Linked DNA regions of Capra hircus: region 2 is linked to region 1. A link is a contact called in public Hi-C data. All regions are on one chromosome and are shown on one strand. The core of a region is the stretch at or near the end of the contact, and the rest is flanking DNA. Distances in the headings are between cores, read along the strand shown.

What was found. A called contact is a pair of places that touch in the nucleus more often than the background predicts.
Region 2: a Hi-C map of blood shows a contact between it and region 1, with 2.4 times the contacts expected there. The contact joins the promoter of BEST4 here to the enhancer-like site in region 1. A contact is called at or near these places in 4 of 5 Hi-C or Micro-C datasets (blood and liver).

The regions. Positions count from the first base shown.
Region 1 is chr3:19,472,897-19,475,504 of ARS1.2, reverse strand. C3H1orf228 reads right to left here. Exons shown (of 13, transcript XM_018043385.1): 8 at 1,729-1,851; 9 at 1,565-1,637; 10 at 1,285-1,414; 11 at 1,127-1,204; 12 at 774-855; 13 at 387-699. The coding sequence ends at 581. Among named protein-coding and RNA genes, the nearest start is that of KIF2C, 23 kb to the left of the region's middle. Within about 2 kb of position 1,279, at least 1 of the 5 cell types and tissues checked has an H3K27ac peak or open chromatin away from gene starts, as enhancers often do.
Region 2 is chr3:19,536,609-19,539,216 of ARS1.2, reverse strand. It overlaps BEST4 (bestrophin-4), which reads left to right and starts at 1,294. Exons shown (of 9, transcript XM_018043437.1): 1 at 1,294-1,449; 2 at 1,542-1,636; 3 at 2,373-2,606. The coding sequence starts at 1,298.

The DNA.
Region 1 (2,608 bases), core at 30-2,529:
AGGAGGAAATGGCAACCCTCTCCAGTATTCTTGCCTGGGTAATCCCATGGAAAGAGGAACCTGGCGCGGACTACAGTTCATGGGATCAAAAAGAGGTGGACACGACTGAGCCTGCATGCATGATCAATCAGCAAAGAGAACGGACAAAAGCAACCAGAGAAGCAGGAGAGAACCCAGGTGGGTCCGGTGTCCTGGAGGTGAGAGTGCAGGGGCCAGGAGGGACTGGAGGTGAGGCCCACTCCTCACACTACCTCCCTGAATCTTCTAGGAGGTTGGTGGTCCTGCCCTTCTGACCAGCTTTTTTCCCTGATGAGCAGAGGCGCCCAGGTCCATCATCACAGCTCTCACTGGATCTCCCTCTGCCCTCCACACATGGACACCAGACAGACAGCAAGACTTGTTTATTGAAGACTTCCCAGCGGGCTCGCTCTCTCCCCTACCGGAGGGCAGAACCCCCAGTATCCCACCGAGGCCAAGGGGAGTCGACAGGAGCTTGGCTGTGACTCCTCGCTTCAGCCAGGCTTCCCTGCCACACAGCCTTGGCTTCCTGGCTTGCCTCCGAGGCTCCTTTTTCCTCCTCTTACTCTTTTTCTTCCACGTCCTCCTTCTGGAAGTGTGTGATGTAGGCCACCTGATCCTCATTAGAATGGCCAAAGTAAAAGCTCATGTTGCTGTAGGAGAGGCCGCTGAGGTGCAGCACTGGAGGCAGGGAGATGAGCCTGAGACTGGGTGTCACTGCCCCTCTGGCCCAGGCCCCCTCTCTCGCCACTCACCTCTGGTGACATTGACTTTGTTGGCTGCCAAGATGTCCGCCTGAATGCTATCTATGTTCATGTACAGATTCTCGGCATTGCTCTGGAGACAGAAGCAAGGGAAACCTGGCTAGATGCCAGGGCAGCCTGGACTTGGAGTTGGGCGTGGGCAGAGGGAGGCTGCAGGCTGCAGTCAGGCTCTTAGCCTGACAGGATGGGCCGGAAAGGGAACGGAAGGGTGCCAGGTGGAGAAGCCCAAGCACGGCAGTCCCTTCTGTCGCCCGCCCCAGCCAGATCTTGTGTGGGGTGTCCATGGGGGTGGGGGGAGGGCGTGAGCTGCAGCACGCGCAGGGCCACTGTTTTGTCCCACTTACTAGGAAGAGCTTGTAGAGTTCCTCCCCCATGGTCTTGCGCACGTTCTCCTCCACCACCGGGAATAACTGCACGAAGTACTGCGGTGGGCGGGCGGGGGTGGGGCGTGACTGCAGTGCCCTCGCGCCCTGCCCGCCCGCCGCCCAGCCGCCCTGTGCACCTCCAGCGTGAGGCTGGCCTGCCGCTGGCTGTTGCTGTGATCCGTGTTGCCCATGGCGGCCATCAGGCTGTGTATCACTCGCAGGTGCAGCATCTCCTCGGCCAGGGTCGTGTTGTGGCGCGCCAGGATCCTGGGCGGGGGTGGGGTGGTTTGGGGGTGGGGGTGGGATTCGGGCTGCGGTGGTAGGGTGGGACCCTTCGGCGGCCGGAGCCCTGCCGCAGTGCCCGGGCAGCGCTGAGCCCGGCTTGCCGCATCCGCCCACCGCCTGCGGCCCGCTTACCCGATGGCCTTGGCGGCCGCGGCCTGCTGCAAAAACAGCGGCAGGTGGGCGGTGAGCTCGAGGACCGACGAGTCTAGAGGAGGGAGTGGCCGTGAGACTGGGAGGAACCCGGTTCTCCCTCCTGCCCCGCCGGCGCCCACCCCCCAATCCGAGCGGATCCCTACCGCTGACGATCTGGGACTGCAGTTTGCTGGTCTCCTTGAAGGACGGTATCAGTAGCGCTACAAGGCCCTTGAGCAGCGCTGGGCACACGTCGTAGTTGACCAGGTCCTTGATCAGCTCGATGGCTGGGGAAGGCAGAGGCGCTGGAGAGGCCGGCCGCTGCACTCACGCCCCATCCCCGCAAGAAAGCACCCTCCCCCTTCTTTATCGACCTTTCGTAGCACCGCTTTCTGGCCAACAATGTGCCAGGCGTGGGGGTAGCTGGCCCTGCCCTCCTGGAACTGGTGGTTAAAGAGAGGGAGGAGGGGGCCGAGGTCTCCGGGGATTCACAGAAGCAGCTAGAGCGGGAAGAGGAAGGGTTTGAGGCTTAGAGGCTGAAAAAGCTGAAGGCCGCGCCGAGGCAGGCCCGCCTTCCGCCTTTGAGGAATCTAGCAGGTTCTGTGGAGGAGGGAGGGGTCGGGTCTTCAGAGGGAGACAGGACGGGGAAAAACAAGGGGTGAGAAGGACACAGAGCAGGTGGGTGGGGATGTGTGGCAGAAAATGAGAAAAGAGGCAAGGCTGACAGAAGTTTAGAGAAACTTTGAGTTTCTGACGAACCCTTGTCGAGGCCTTGTTTGCCCAGGCTCTGTGCTGAGCGCTCTCGGTATCCCGCTGCCGCTCGCAGGCCGGGACCGACGAGGTCCGCTTTGCACCAGCGCGGCGACTGTTATCCCCATTTTACATTTGAGGGGATGAGGCACAGAGGGCTAAAGCACTTACCTAGGGTACCACAGCTAGGAAGTGGTGGAAGCAAAAGGAGGGAAAGACTGGGTTAGGAAGGAGGGAGGGGACTAGACTTTATTGAGGGGACTTTCTGTAGCTACTTCCCAGTCATTCCAGCTT
Region 2 (2,608 bases), core at 45-2,544, 64 kb before region 1:
TGATGACAGCAGATGGAAGTGGGGGCATCTCATAGGCCATGTTAAAAGCCAGGACCTGGCACTGTTTGGCTTGGGGAGAGGCTGGCCAGGCATCCCAGGTTCTGAGAAGCAACAGTGGACCACTAGGTGGAAACCAAAGGGAAAAGACTGGCTTTTCATGGTGATAGTTGCCCAGGATGAAAGCCTGCATGCTCCAGGCTCCGGGCATTCTTGCTCTGAATATTCCCCACTGCCTTGTGAGGAAGGAGTTATTGATACTGTTTTACAGAGGAGCAAACTGAAGTTCAGAGAGATTAGGTATCTTGGACAAAGCCACAGAGAGGCAGAATTCAACCCCAGGTGTGTCGGCCTCACAAACTTACGTTCCTAACCACCTCTCCATGCTTCCTCTCTTCAGGAACCACTTGCAGGGAGAACCAGCTCTCAGCGTGGGGAGGGAGCTTCCCAGGACAGGCCAGAGATTTGATGGACTGGTGCTCTGGCACCGTGCCTGCCACTTAGTCAGTGCTCTGCCATCAGCAGCTGTTATGACACTTTATCATGCCTCTGTCTTCTCACCTGGAGCGTGGGACAGTCAGTTCTGTCACCTTGGCTCCAAGGACATGGTGTGAGCTGCGGGGTCAATGCAGAGGCATTTATAGCACTCAAAGGCCAGCCCAGCCCTGCAGGCACAGGAAGACACGGCCAGTTCCCAGCACCAGGGGAGGCCGGGTGCAGCCTCAATCCATCAATGATAACCTCAGTCCGGCCAAACTTTATGGGCCCAGGAGGTACTTAAGTGTTGTGGGGTGAAGGCTAGCTCAGTTCCCCTTCCTCGGCACAGGCTGCTGTCCAGAGCAGGCAGGTAGGTGTGGGATGGGGGTCAGGGTGCCCTGCGCCTTGAGAGACCAACTATCAGCTTCGAGAGCAAGACCCCACGGTGTGTGGGGCAGGGCGACAGTTGAGTCTCCTGTCCTCAGCAGTTCAGGGGTTCCTCCTAGTCCTGCAAGTGGAAGAGGAGCTTGGGGCAGCCTCAGGCAGGAGAGGATGTAGATCTCAGCTCCCCTCTGCCCCATCTCATCCTGGTTTGACCCATGTGCCACTAAGCCTAGGGGGCTGGAGGTGTGCTCTGTCCACTTGTCTGCTTCCTTCCTACTGAAAGGGTGAAGGCTGGGGTCGGGGGGGACCAGAGTTGTGGGAGGTTACTTGGGGACCTAAGCTGGGTGATGAGAAGGCAGGCTAAGGAGGAGGTTTGTGGGGAGAGAAGGACAGCTCCAAGAGCAGCTCTCACGACCTTCTGCCCCAGGCCGCCAGCACCATGACCGTCTCCTACACCCTCAAAGTGGCGGAGGCCCGCTTCGGAGGCTTCTCTGGCCTGCTTCTCCGTTGGCGGGGAAGCATCTACAAGCTCCTCTACAAGGAGTTCCTCCTCTTCATCGCCCTGTATGCCCTGCTCAGCGTCACCTACCGGTGCGAGGGTGAGGGCAGGGTCTCAGGGCTGGCCTGCGGGGGACTAGGTTGCCCACCTCCCTCTAACCCAGGCCTCACCTGACCTTCCCCAGGCTGCTGCTGACCCAGGAGCAGAAGCACGTGTATGCTCAGGTGGCCCGATACTGCAACCGCTCTGCGGACCTCATCCCCTTGTCCTTTGTACTGGGTAAGTTCAAAGGACAAGGGGTTCTTGCTTGCAGCCTCCTAGCCATCTTTCCTGACCTTTGGGCTGGGCTGCTAGCTCTGAGGGTCAGAATTAGCCCGGCGGCCCATCTGGGGGTCAACCAGAGCAGGCTCAGCAGACATGGGAGCTGTGTGTCGGGTCCAGGATTTCCAGAGGACTAGGCCCTGCCTCGGAGAAGGCAATGGCAACCCACTCCAGTACTCTTGCCTGGAAAAATCCCATGGGCAGAGGAGCCTGGTAGGCTGCAGTCCATGGGGTCGCTAAGAGTCGGACACAACTGAAGCGACTTAGGAGCAGCAGCAGCAGGCCCTGCCTATCACCAGCCCAACCCTCACTACAAACACAGCCCCAGCCTGCTGCTGGCCTCACAGCCCTCTTCGTCCTTCAGGGGAACTGGAGAGAGGTGACACCTCCCTCCACACCCTCATGGGAAGCAGGGCTCAGAGTTAACCACTGCCTGGACTTGAACCATCAGGTCTCTTCTGCCTGAGGAGGTCTGCAGTCTTCTTCCTCCCTGCCTGGTTTGGTCCCTCAGGGCGTGATCAGAGGATGACGCTGTCCCTCTGACAAGAGAGGCAGGGTGCCGGAGTCAATGTGTCCTTCCCCCTGCCTTGGTTCCACCTGGCTTGGACCAGGCGTTCTGGTTGCGGGCAGGACACACTGACTTCCAAGCCCTCCGTCTTCCCTTCCCGTCCCCACCACCCACGGCGGCGACCAGGTTTCTACGTGACCATGGTGGTGAACCGCTGGTGGGCCCAGTATACAAGCATCCCGCTGCCGGACCAGCTGATGTGCGTCATCTCGGCCACCGTGCACGGCGTGGACCAGCGTGGCCGTCTGCTGCGCCGCACCCTCATCCGCTACGCCAACCTGGCGTCGGTGCTGGTGCTGCGCTCTGTCAGCACGCGCGTGCTCAAGCGCTTTCCCACCATGGAGCATGTGGTGGACGCAGGT